Linked DNA regions of Mus musculus: all the other regions are linked to region 1. The links are chromatin contacts, called in public promoter capture Hi-C maps. All regions are on one chromosome and are shown on one strand. Each heading gives the region's core, a stretch centred on a gene start, on an enhancer-like site or on the middle of the called end of the contact. The rest is flanking DNA. Distances are from core to core; before and after follow the strand shown. Region 1 overlaps Chit1 (chitinase 1 (chitotriosidase)). Region 2 holds the start of Kdm5b (lysine (K)-specific demethylase 5B). Region 3 holds the start of Klhl12 (kelch-like 12).

Region 1 (4,348 bases), core at 664-3,163:
GTGAGATTGAGCTTGGCTGCTAAATTATTGTCCATTTCTGTAATTGTTTTTATTTACAGTGATAATAAAACTAGAAATCTAGAAAAAAAATCTACAATATCTAGTTCCCAAAGCTTTAAACACTTAAGAAAATATTTTTGGACCGTAAGACCTTTTGAGAATCTGATTAATGTCATGACTCAACTTCCCAAAATAACACATATTTTTTTATTAACATTGCTAGGATTTTTAGCTTGGCATTATGAGACATGGACCTAAGAATTGACACCATTCATTTAAGTTAGAAGTTAATAAAAGTAAATCAAATTAGAACCAATCTGTAAAAACTTACAATTCTTAAGAAGCCTAAGCATTCTTTGGGGTCCACTGGGGAAGGAAGATGGGGGAGAGGGGTCCACAGGCTAATGTGGAGATTGGGGAAGAGCTCTGTAGAGTACAAAGGTAACCTGCCAGGGAGCTCAAATGGGGGTCCCCAGGTTCCCAGCTCCCCGCTAGTCTCCTTATTTGTCCCCCTAACTACATGGGAAACAATCTGTGCAGGGAGGAGGAGAGGGTGGGGATAATTTTGACAACGAGACAGTCAGGGACTGCAGGGGGATTGGAGCAGCCCCAGTGACAGTGACATTAGGGTTAGAAAGCACTTCTGTTGTTCCTTTTCTTAACCAGGCCCTTAACCTGTCAGCAAGTACCCCAGCAGCCCCCAGGAACCCTAGAACCCTTTCTTGTCTAAACATGTGATTGGGACCCCGAGAACTCTCCTATTCACCCTTGAGCAAGACAGTGACCTGTCTAGCCCCAGTCAGGCCACACCCCTTCCATCATTCCACAGGTTCACAGACATGGTGGCCACCGCCAGCAACCGGCAGACCTTTGTGAAGTCAGCCCTAAGTTTCCTGCGCACTCAAGGTTTTGATGGCCTTGACCTTGACTGGGAGTTCCCAGGTGGACGTGGGAGCCCCACAGTAGACAAAGAGAGATTCACAGCCCTGATACAGGTATGGCTGGGAGGGACTAGGGTCATTCAGTCTGCCGAGTGACTCAGGGTGGTGGTCCTACCCCAGTGCCAGCAGCTTCAGACTGCAGAATGTGAACACCTATCAGGGAGTGGGTAATAGCATAGAGGGTCCTGCTAGCTCCTGCCTCTACCTTCATGCTGTTCTTCCCACAGGACTTGGCCAAAGCCTTCCAGGAGGAAGCCCAGTCCTCAGGGAAGGAACGCCTCCTTCTGACTGCAGCTGTACCGAGTGATCGAGGCCTGGTGGATGCTGGCTACGAGGTGGACAAGATTGCCCAGTGAGTCTCATGAATCCCTATGTTCTCCAAGGCTGGAGCAGCCCAGGGTGGTTGAGCATTCCAGAAACAAAGCAGATCTCTGCTTGCAAGGCATGACTTCCAGTTGTTATCACGCAACTGAGAAGTCACTGCTTTCTGTGTTGGCTACACTGCACTATTTCAGATCCTTTCTGTGGGTGTGTGGGGATGGTTAGGTGGTCTTTGTTCTTCCCTTCCTCTGGTACTCACAAGGTTCAAGAAAGAACACACTTGGGGCAGGAGGAGGGAGATCACAACCCTTAAGCATCTCCAAGAATATGGGAGGTCACATGCTAGCTCCTCGGTGGGGTGTGTGGAGCTGCAGCCCCTATGACACTTGAGAGATGGTACACCGGTGCATGCATTTATTCCCAGCATTCAGGAGGTGAGGGCAGGCAAGTCCCTGTGAGTCTGAAACCAGCCTGCTCTTCACTGATTTCCAGGCCAGCTACATAGAGAGAGATGCTGTGAGTGTGAGTGAGTGTGTGTGTGTGTGTGTGTGTGTGTGTGTGTGTGTGTGTGTGTGAAAGCTTGTTAGAAATGCAGCCTGCTGAGTGAACGCCTACATTTTAGTGAGATTCTCAGGGGACTTATGAAATGTTAACGCTTTGGAAGCACTGAGCTAGATTGCTTCCAAAATGGCAAAATCGAACCAGCTCTCTCGCACAGAACAGAAAACACCTGAGGGTGCTGACGTGGGCGGTGGGGGGCAGGACATCGAAGACAATGTCCAACACCACAGTGGGAATGGGAATGGTCTGAGGGTGAGGGATAGAGAATGTCCTTATCTCTCCTTCTTGTTCCCACCCCTTCCCATGTCTCCTGCAGGAGCTTGGATTTCATCAACCTTATGGCCTACGACTTCCACAGCTCCTTGGAAAAGACCACAGGGCATAACAGCCCCCTCTACAAAAGGCAAGGAGAAAGTGGGGCAGCCGCTGAGCAAAACGTGGTGAGTGGTTGGTGGGATGAGGCGGGGGTCTTCTGTCCAGCAGGACCTGGGTAGTGGCCTCGTTTGAACCCCAGTTCCCTAATGGAAAACAAAACCAGGAAAACCAAGGACGACACCAAGGACCAGGCTTTTCCTGTTGTCTTGTTTGCTGGCTTTATTCTGTCCCATGCCATTTCTGAGGGGAAGGTGTCACTTCTCTGCAGGATCTTAGCTGACAACAGAGCAAGTCACTTTAATGACATCAGACACACAAGGGACTGATGTGGAAGCTTCCTTGGAACTTGACTCTACAGCCAGTATGACCCCCACATGTTTCACATCCATCCTTGCCCAAGGTTGATAACACTGCAAGGGACATCACTTGAGGAGGAACAACCAGGCCCTGGAAGGGCAGACTGGTCTTAAACTGGAGCTGGGATTTCCTGCCCAACTCTTTCTCTCTGAGAAGTCTGGATAGCTTATATATGCCCAGACTATAGTCACAGGTCAAGAATAACGATTCTTTCTTAAGAAAGAATCATTCTTAAGAAAGAAACGATTCATTTCTCTTTCTTAAGACAGCCACCATGGCACTCCCTAAATTTGGAATGCCTTTTGCTTTTGGTGTCCTGTATCTGAGAGGGCAGGAATAGGACATTTTTATCTCTCTGGCACTTTCACAAAGTTAATACTGTGGGTTAGAGGGCCACATCAGGCCTGACTGTGTACCTCATCTGGAAAACAGAATGGGTTTTGAAGGAAGCTAAACAGCTCAGTTCAGTGGAGGACACAAAGACACAAAGCTGATTGCTGTTTGGGGCTGAGCCCATCAGCCGGGTATTCTCTGGGCTGGAAAAGGAAGGGTTTTGCCTTTGACCACATGTCTTCTACTTGCCAATTGTGTGTCTGAGAACTGCTTCTGGCCAGTCTCCCCTATCTAAACATACATAAGATGTGTCATTCAGGGACCCTAGTTTTTCTCTCAGAAATTTGGGGTTTGATCATGGGTAATCTATTCAGACTAACAAAAAGAAATCAATGCAATGAAAACTGTCTTTACCGAAGAGGCCCAGACTCACCATGAGGACACTGAGCCACAGTATAGGCCCGAAGGACAAATTTTCATTTTTCAATAGTTACTCAGCATCACTAGATCCAATGTCTCTTCCAGCCACAGGCCTAGAATTACACATCTGTTATCACACGATTGTGGGTAGACACCAGGGATGCCAACCCAAGCCCCTGACCTTGTTCCCTGGCGAAACTTCTCACCATACTAGTTAACAGAGAACATGCTCACAGCTTGCTGTATCACTTCTGCTAGGCTCATGTATGCCCTTACATTGCCAAGTGAGGCAGGGATCTCGGTCTTCTTTCTACAGTGATGTATTCCAGGCCTCTGGGAAAGAGCCTGGTGCACAGGGGACTGTCGGTGACTACTTGTTGGGTACATGGTTGACTGGTTCCAAATCCCCAAATCTGGCTATTGAACCTCGCAGCTTCCCTCATAGGATGTAGGAGTCTAAAGTGGGAATGAAAGAAGATGGATATAAACGGGATGCCTATGAAAAGCCTTGGGGAGATCCAGGTCCCGTTGATCCCTCTAGAACCCCGTTCTTAGGCAACCAAAACCAAGGTAAAGACAGATAAGCAGGCCCCCTTCTCTACCAGGATGCTGCTGTGACGCTCTGGCTGCAGAAGGGGACCCCAGCCAGCAAACTGATCCTTGGCATGCCTACCTATGGACGCTCTTTCACCTTGGCCTCCTCGTCAGACAATGGAGTTGGGGCCCCAGCCACAGGGCCTGGTGCCCCAGGCCCCTATACGAAGGACAAAGGGGTCCTGGCTTACTATGAGGTAAGACGACTTTTAGCTACCCTGAATATGCTAGAGGACTCCTGATCGGTAAGAGGGCTTCTCCTGTAGTTTCTGAGGAAAGGTGGCTTGCATGGAGAATTTCGGCCAAGGGAACTCTATCCCGCCCTGGACCCCTTGTGTATATCTTTAAGCTCGGAAGCCTAAAGTTTAAATCTGCAGCCCTAGGTGACTCCACAGATCTACTATGTTCTCTAGGCTTCCTCAGATAGGAATTTTCTAATCTCCAGT
Region 2 (4,348 bases), core at 945-3,444, 410 kb after region 1:
TCATTTTACAATGATTTTTTTTTAATGAACAGATTATTGTCTAAGACAATATTATTGTCTTATTTTATTATTATTTAAGACAATATATGTCTTATTCAGGCTCCAAATCCCTGTAGAGCTAAGAAAAGTTTTGCCTTCTTCAAGAATTGCTGAACTGTTTTAGAGGCCAGGTACTTCGATAGAGCTTATTAAAGACTGGGGCTTTTCTCCCCTTCACTGAAAAATGTTTTGTATTTTTTATATTTAAAAAAATTTTTTAAATGTGTGTTGAGCTGAAGGGGTCTGCAACCCTATAGGTGGAACAATATGAACTAACCAGTACCCCCAGAGCTCATGTCTCTAGCTGCATATATATCAGAAGATGACCTAGTTGGCCATCATTGGGAAAAGAGGCCCCTTGGTCTTGCAAACTTTATATGCCCCAGTACAGGGGAATGCCAGGGCCAAGAAGTGGGAGTGGGTGGGTAGGGGAGCAGGGCGGGGGAGGGTATAGGGGACTTTTGGGATAGCATTTGAAATGTAAATGAGGAAAATAATAAAAAAATAAAAAAAATGTGTGTGTTGCTTGTAGGGGCCAGGAGAGACATCAGAGCCTCTGAGGCTGGGGGTGAAGAGGCAGTTGGGAGCTGATGGGCATTGATCTGGAAACTAAGTTTACATCCTCTAAGGCGGAAGCAAATGCCCTTAATCTGCTGAGCCGGCTCTCTCTGTCTTTGATGCGGAAGCTCATTATGCAGGTCTGGCTGGCCTGGAACTTTGTGTAGGATTAAAGGTGTGCGCCACCACATCTAACTTCTAACTCTTTCCATTTTTAAGCTGAAGAACCATGGTCTCTGTGTGATAGGATATATCTGTAATCCCAGCGTTTAAGAGGTAGAGGCAGGAGGATGATCAGGAGATCAGAGTCATCTTTGGCTATGTAGAGAGTTCCAGGCCAGCCTAGGTCACATTAGTCCTATTAAAATCTAAACCCAGAGGCTGAGTGATGGTCTATTCTGAAGGGAGGGCTGTGGAGCCACTGATCCTTCCTTATACAGTGGCAGGCAGTCTTTCCACGAGTTTGGTTGCTTTCTAGATTAAAGAAATCGCCGGGCGGTGGTGGCACACGCCTTTAATCCCAGCACTTGGGAGGCAGAGGCAGGTGGATCTCTGAGTTCGAGGCCAGCCTGGTCTACAAAGTGAGTTCCAGGACAGCCAAGACTATACAGAGAAACCCTGTCTCGAAAAAACAAAACAAAAAAAAAAAAAAAGAAATTATGTTTGTGTTCAAGTTCTACTTATGACCTGACTTTTTCTGGGGCCATCCCCCATCTTTGGATTTCATGGTTACTTAACCTCTCAGCTCTTCCATTGCTTCCTCTGAAACACTCTGATCTCTTTCTTTCCTTCAGACCTGTTGTACCTTTTAGCCTGTTGAAAATCTTTGTAGCAGAGACATCTCAGGCTCAGCCTGTTCAGGGGTGAATACATCTTCCCTAGAACATGCTCATGGATGCTTGTCCCAGGGATGCCATCTGTCAGACCCTTAGTACGCTATTCTTCTGGTCCCGTCCTAGTCTAACTTTTATTTCCTACAATTTCACTTTAACCTATAGCGCTGCTGAATTTATTTAGGCCCCATCATTCCTTGATTGGATTATTTCAAGATGCTTTTGCTCAAGTCCAACCTTGTATATGTGTAGATTTCTGTGCAACAACCCTACTTTCCAGTAAATAGACTGAACTGTTGGATTTGGTCAAATGCTTAATCCCCTCACAGACTAAACAATCCCGAAAAGCACTTGCACTTTACACAGTGTCTAGGATAAGCAAGTGCTCGAAGAGTTATTGCTCTCCTCATTACTCTATGTGTCTGTCCTTGCTGCTCCTTGTGTTCAAGGTGTTTTCTCTACCTGGAGAATCCTCCAATTTCAGTACTCTGCTTCTCGGGTTTTACTAAGCAAATCTTTCGTGCCAAAATATATGACGTGATTGATGGATTGTAACTCTGTTCTCCCTACTAGACTGTTAACTTCTTGAGAGGAAGAATTCTGAAACTTCAGAGGTTAACTGAAGCATTAAGGATAAACATCCCAGGCGGAAGGCCCCTGCCCCTCCCGGCTAGGGGGCGGGGCGAGACCTGGCTCGGGGTGGCAGCAGGGACTTTTTTCCTCGCCGTGGCGGCGGAGGAGCACTGCGTGGGGTAGCGGCAAGACGTCGTCGGAGGAAGGCTGAAAAAGCCCTAGGTGTTGCCGTTGCTAGTAGAAGTCGGACCTGTCGCCCGAGCTGTGCGTCTGCACGGGTTTCGGACGGAGCGGAGCTCGCTGCCGCGGTTGCGGAGCCTGCCCTGTGCTCGCCCCTGCCCAGGTCGCGGTGATGGAGCCGGCCACCACGCTGCCCCCAGGCCCGCGCCCGGCGCTGCCCCTCGGGGGCCCGGGCCCGCTGGGAGAGTTCCTGCCTCCCCCCGAGTGTCCGGTCTTCGAGCCGAGCTGGGAAGAGTTCGCGGACCCCTTCGCTTTCATCCACAAGATCCGGCCCATAGCCGAGCAGACTGGGATCTGTAAGGTGCGGCCGCCGCCGGTGAGTCAGCCAGCACCCCGGATCCTGCTCGCGGCTGGGGGAGGGAGCGAGGACGCGCGGCCCGGGAGGCCGGAGGCGCGGGGGCGGGGAGCGGTCGTCCCGCGGGCCCGGTCAAGTTTGGGGTGGCTCCGAGGGTCGGAGATGCGGCGGTGGGAGGAAGGCGCGGGGGCCCCCGTCCCGGGTGGGATGTGGGCCGTGAGGACCGCGGGCTCCGGCGGGGCGGCCGGAGGGGGCTAGGTCGGTGCGGCTCCGGGGGCTGGTGCGCTGCACCGCCCGGCAGCGGTGCGGGCTGGAGTGGTTGGCAGCCGCCGGGGTGGTCGCTGGGGAGTCCTCCCGAGCCCGGCTGAGACGCGGGCGCGGAGGCAGGGCTCTGGGCCCGCACGGCTCCGTGGCTGGTCCTCGCCTCCTTCTCGGGGTGCGGGGGTGTGTGATGGGTGGGGGTGGGGGACTTGCGAGTTGTCGTGTGAGGAGGAAAGTTTTCAATATGGCGGCGGGAGCCCCTGGTCCTTTGTGTGGTGGCGGCGTCGGCCCGAAGCTGCCCTCACCTGAGCGCCCCACCCTCCGGACCCGGGTCCCCCACCACCACCTGGTCCCTCGGCCTCTGGGAGTCCCCAGGGCGAGCTGGGCCAGGGGGCGGCCGGCGCTACTGGGGGAGGGGAGGAGCCGCTGGGCCGGTCTGGAGCGGCTGGTTGAGTGGTGGTGGGGGTGCAAGGGTCGGGGTGGGGGGACGACACTTTGAGGATGGTGGGGGCAGGCCAAGCGGCGGGGGCCCTGATGCTCGCAGGTCCTGGCGGACGCTCCCACACGGACTTGGGGCCGGACTGCTTTGCTCCCGGCGCGGGGGGGGGGGGGAGGCCTGGCTGGGGCTGAGGTGGAGAGGCTGTGCTTGTAGGGGAGATGTCAGACGAGCTCTTGGAGATTTCATCCTGGTCCCTAGCTTTCCCTACTCGGCCTTCCCGGCGGGGGCTCTAGCGCCTCGAGCTTGGGGGGCTCTGAGGGGTGGGGTGTCCCCAAGACGGCCCTAACGGCTGCAACGTCCGCGGAGAGCCCGGCCCACTCCTTCCCCGTCCCCGTCCCCCTCCCCGTACCCCCTCCCCCCGCAGCCGGAACTGGATGCGCTGCGACACCCCAGGTTTTTCGCCTACCTTTTGGGATGACCTGAGTCTGAGTTGGCCTAAACGACCGTTGGACCGGCCGGGTCGGTTGGAAAGGTTTAACTGCCTTGCCTACCGTTTAAGAATTTTCTATCTTTCCCTGCTCTCAAGTGAAAAAGACCCCCCCCCACGCCTTTTACCCCTTTCTCCCTTAAACTTGCTCTATGTAATGGCATTTTGATTTAGGGGATTGTGTACGTAGACGTTCTAGAAAAGATGTTTGCGAGAGATCCCTGAATAAAGCCTTATCCTTTCACTACCCCCACGAAAGAAAAATTAAAACACAGATACCATATTTTAGTTGCTCTTGGACAACTTTGAAAGCAGAAATGAAATGCCTCAGAAAATAACTGGCCAGGTCAGCTAGTATGGGGGGAAATGTTTGGAAATAGATTCATTTCTTCTGGTGAAATGGACAGAGGCGATGGAAGGTTTCTTTTACTGTAGAGGCCTGCAGAAGTTACACCCTTGCCTGGTTAGACCTAGGGTTTTGATTCTGAAATGTGGACCACGTTTCAAACATTGAGCGATTTAGCTTTATCTTAATGTACCAGGAAAGATGAATGTGACTGTTGCATGCTTGCATTAATGGGATTTTTATCTAGAAATTAGGAAACTTGACAAAGTTATTAGAA
Region 3 (4,348 bases), core at 907-3,406, 310 kb after region 1:
CTTTTCCCCTTCCCTTCCCTTTTTCCCTTCCCTTCCCTTTTTCCCTTCCCTCCCCTTTTTCCCTTTCCTTTCCCTTTCCTTTCCCCTTCCTTTCCCCTCCTCCCCCTCTCTTTTGTTCTTTCTTCTTGTTTGAAGTAGGGTTTCTCTATGTAGCCCTGGCTATCCTGGAACTCACTCTGTAGACCAGGCTGGCCTCAAACTCAGCTATCTGCCTGTTTCTGCCTCTGGAATTAAAGGTATGCACCACCACTAACTGGTGAAAACCTTCCACCACACAACAACGAACTAATAGCTCCCCCCTCCCTTTTTTTTCCACAGTTAACACTGAGAAAAGAGCTTTTTACTGTTGACATTTTACAACTGGGTCTGGCTGGTCTGTTGCTCATTAAATAGGTCCAGGTTTGCCTCAAATCGCATCCTTCTGCTTCTTGAATGCTGGAAATACAAACCTTAGTTAGTATGCCTGGCCACAAAACTGTTTTTACATATTGTATCTTTCCACTTGGATCTGGTTGTTATCCAATACATCTATGTAGCAACTTTCTCCAAGTTTTCCTTGATACTTTTCTGTCTGCCTTCCTGTCTGTGCCTCCTCGCTGTCCTATTTTCTCCTTCCTTCCCTCATCTCACCCCTGGAATGCACACAACCTCCTCTTTAGGCCATTTTTCTCTCTTATGGCTCCAAGAATATCCATACGTGTGCAAGTACACTTTAACCTTTCTTGGTTTCAAACCACACTAATTCATATTTACTTGCTTAAAAGATGTACTCATATACATAAAATAAATAAAATCTTAAAAACAAAAACAAAGAAACTCTCAACCCTCTGACCTTCACCTGTCTTGGGCCTTTCACATGCCAGCCACATTTTCAGCTTTAGTTGTTATTGTTTTCTCCCCTTGAATTTGTTCTCTCCTGCTTTAGTCTCCCAAGTGTGGGTATGCACGTGTAATGTCTAGCTCTCACAGAAATTCTTAAAGAATTTGTGTGTTTTTCTGCTCATCAGGAAAGCATTTGCCTAGATGAAAGAAAAAGGGCAAAGATGTTACTAGGGGAAATGCATATATAAAAGCAGAAGTAGCCAGAGAAGACCAGGAGAACCAGTAGATATGTTTTGTAATTTTAAGATTTTATGTGCATAAATGGTTTGCCTACATGTATACATGAGCACCATGTATGTGCCTGGTGCCCAAGATCGTTAGCTTCTGTTCTAGCTACCTTAAGTTCATCTGCTGTAGTAGTTCTGGGTCCAGATTTGGTGGGGAAGCATTCCTGCCCTGAAGTCTGATGACTACACTACAAAACCTAGACAAAATAGATCTACATTGATCATTTTAACAACTATTTCCAGAGTGCCCTCAACATTTTCTATCAATTCTGCACTCTGTCCACCATATTTAAATGTCAGGAACAGTTTGGGATCAAGAAGCTATGACACGAAGAAAACACTATGTAAAACGAAGACGCTGCCCTCTTGACTACACTTTACTATCCCTAAGAACCAAACGCCGTGCAAAGGAAAACTGGATAATCCAATTAGTCATTCATCTATACTGGAACAAGAAACATCTTTCCCTTCTCAGCCAAAGGCAAAAAGTCAAAATCAACGAAAAGCAAACGTCCTAAGAACCGCAGCACTAATGAACGACCATGGTGAGTCAGAGGAGAGGAGATGGCTGTGGCGTCTTCTTTGAGAAGGGTCTTTGCAGTTTCCCCTACTGCGACCCATTTCTGGTGGCTCAGTCAATCCACAAGTTCCTTTTCCTTGGAGTGAAGGAAGCAATCGCCTCATGGTGACAGGCACATTTAGGACCCTGTGGTTATCCGGGATGGGAAAGTCCTCCCTATGGTGAAGCGGAGCCTGATTCTTCAGAAACCGACCTAGAGAACTCTGAAACCCCGTGGGTCTCCCGAGTGTGGCAGGAACGCAGCCTAGCGCCTGCCATACCGCGTGGGGACCGCCAGTCTTGGGTCCTTCTGGCCTCCAGCGCACTGTCACACGCGGCACTCCCCACCCACCCGTCTACCCACTCTCAGGTCTCTTTTTCTGAGCTCTCAGGTAAGCAGGACTTCTTGGCTCGGCCTCCTAAGGTGACGTAACCCAGGAGAGGCCCGCCCCTCCCGTGGCGTGACGTCATCATGCCGCGCGGTCGCCGTACTCCGAGACTGGAGTTTACCACGGAGACTGCTCCGCAGCGGCTGGTCCGGGCGGCAGCGGCGGCGCTCCGGCTGCTCAGCCGCCTGGGAGCCCGGCGCCTAGCACCTCGGCTCGGACGGCCCAGGAGCCCTGGTGAGTGAGCGCGGCCCTGACACACGGCCTTTCCCTCTGCCCTCAGCCGGGGGCGCGGCCTTCCCCCAACCCGGGTACCCCCCCCAGCCCGGGTCGGTAGGAGATGAGCTGGGGCGCTGCAGGCATAGCGCTGCCTTCTCGGCTTCTCCGGAGCAGCTGCCGCCTGCCCCGGGAGAAGGTTTAACCTGGGAGGAAAGAATTCAGCTGAGAAACAGTAAGGGGACGTTTATTTAGTAAAGCTACACACTCCAAAGATTGGAGTGGGCTTCCTCCGAAGGTAGGCAGTAGCGCATTGGGGTTTTAAAGAAGTTTCTTAAGAATATTAGTGAGGTGTAAGGTATATTCATGCATGAAGGTAAGATAATTCCCTTTCCCTCCCAAATTATAGTGGTCTTCACCTCCTCTTGTAAGGCATTTATCCCCAGCAATCTTGAAAAAAAAAAAAAAAAGCAAGGTATGGGGTGGGAGATTTGGAAACTCCAACACATTGTAATGAAGCCAGTGCCTTTTGAGAATGCAGACCCTTTAACGCGGTTTTGGCAATTTGTTAAGTATCGTTTGCCTTGGTGGAACATCCCAAATACAGTTTTACAGATTTTGACCATGGGAACCTTAGTGTAGTCCCTGCTTAACCGGGAGACACAGCTACCAAGATACTGTTGCAGCTTCCATGATTACCGCATATCTAACTCCTTGCCTACCTAGGTCTCCCTAATACTTGATGGTAAGCTTGGTGTTCTTAGGGGAGAACTCCTTTCTCTCTCTCTCTCTCTCTCTCTCTCTCTCTCTCTCTCTCTCTCTCTCTCTCTCTCTCTCATTGCCTTTTTTCTTCCTTCTAGAATGATTTAGAATGGAACCCCTCTATTTACATATTAGCTGTTCTAGAATGTGTAGTTTTTGAATGGTGAATATATGGTCAGGCTTTGTGCTAGGAGGAAAGTTGCAGCCCTGAGGTTACTGTCATTTATGAAACAAATCTTAAAGTTTAATCACAGGCTGGGCCTTGTGCTAGAACACTAGGAAATCTTCATAATCTTCAGCTCCTGAGAATTCAGCAAATCCCCAGTTTCTTGCATCTCATAGTTTGAAACTATGTTAGCTTAAGCAAACCTTTTAAAAACAAAAAGCATTTACTTTAGCAAGTTGTCTCAGTTTTTGGTTAAATACATGTTGCAGAGTTTGGGGGGGGGGGGGAGTGTCCAGAGTCCTTTTGAAGGAGCTACTGAACAAAAGATGACAATGTAGAATCTCAGTTTTAATCTTAGGAAATTAGGATTGTAGACTTTAGATGAATAGTTTCTTTTTTCTTTGGTTCATTTTAGAAAGTTTTGCATCCTCAAAGGACAGTTTTCATAAGCACCTTCATTGCATCCCCTAGAAAGTGTTCTGAGGAGGAAAATCCCAGGGAGAATCTGAGGCAGGTGGATCTCTGTGAGTTCAAGGCCAGCCCAGTCTACAGAGTAAGATTCAGGATAGCTGGGGCTACCCAGAGAAACCTTGTCTCAAAAAAAAAAAACAAAAACAAAAACAAAACAAAACATAGATACCAAAATCTGAGTGTGCTGGTCTTCTTTGTTTACTTTGTTTCTTTGAAACAAAAGTCTCTTTATGGAGCCCTGGCTGGCCTGGAGCTCATTATGTAGACCAGGGTGAGCTCCAACTTGCAGAAATCTACCTTTGTCTCCTGAATGCTTGGCTTGCATATACCACCACACCTGGCTCTGAAGTCATGTAGAGTTAAATGCATAGTATTTGCATATACCACTTACATACCCTATCAAGACAAGTTCTGGATTACTTATCACATCTAAAACAGTACAGTTATTTACTGTATTTGTGTTGGCTAGTTTTATATCTGTGACAAAAGCTATGGTCATCTGAGAGGAGAGAGCCTTGATTAAGATAATGCCTGCAGAAGATTGGGCTGCAAGCAGTTAAGCTGGTAGGGCATTTTTTAAATTAGTGATTGGTCGGGAGGGGCTTCTCTCACTGTGCCATTCATGGACTGCAGGCCTCTGTAAGAAAGTAGACTGAGCTAGCTGATTGGTGGTGATGCA

What was found. Promoter capture Hi-C pulls out the DNA fragments that hold promoters and counts their contacts.
Region 2: a promoter capture Hi-C map of hippocampal neurons shows a contact between it and region 1, with 2.2 times the contacts expected there. The contact joins the promoter of Kdm5b here to the enhancer-like site in region 1. A contact is called at or near these places in 5 of 39 promoter capture datasets (the C10 cell line, hippocampal neurons, neutrophils and 2 more), 1 of 15 datasets of contacts at CTCF or cohesin (large pre-B cells) and 1 of 115 datasets of contacts at active chromatin or transcription factors (pancreatic cancer cells).
Region 3: a promoter capture Hi-C map of hippocampal neurons shows a contact between it and region 1, with 3 times the contacts expected there. The contact joins the promoter of Klhl12 here to the enhancer-like site in region 1. A contact is called at or near these places in 3 of 39 promoter capture datasets (embryonic stem cells and hippocampal neurons), 3 of 484 Hi-C or Micro-C datasets (cerebellum, embryonic stem cells and liver), 1 of 115 datasets of contacts at active chromatin or transcription factors (pancreatic cancer cells) and 3 of 9 other capture datasets (adipose tissue, embryonic stem cells and pancreatic islet).

Annotation. Positions count from the first base shown.
Region 1 is chr1:134,144,423-134,148,770 of GRCm38.p6, forward strand. It overlaps Chit1 (chitinase 1 (chitotriosidase)), which reads left to right. Exons shown (of 12, transcript NM_001284525.1): 6 at 830-995; 7 at 1,169-1,293; 8 at 2,140-2,263; 9 at 3,914-4,099. Among named protein-coding and RNA genes, the nearest start is that of Chit1, 35 kb to the left of the region's middle. Within about 2 kb of position 1,914, at least 6 of the 459 cell types and tissues checked have an H3K27ac peak or open chromatin away from gene starts, as enhancers often do. A contact at or near this core is called in hippocampal neurons, where this site is marked.
Region 2 is chr1:134,557,984-134,562,331 of GRCm38.p6, forward strand. It overlaps Kdm5b (lysine (K)-specific demethylase 5B), which reads left to right and starts at 2,195. Exons shown (of 27, transcript NM_152895.2): 1 at 2,195-2,559. The coding sequence starts at 2,356. It also overlaps a transcript of Mgat4e not described here.
Region 3 is chr1:134,453,375-134,457,722 of GRCm38.p6, forward strand. Klhl12 (kelch-like 12) reads left to right here and starts at 2,157. Exons shown (of 12, transcript NM_001311136.1): 1 at 2,157-2,291.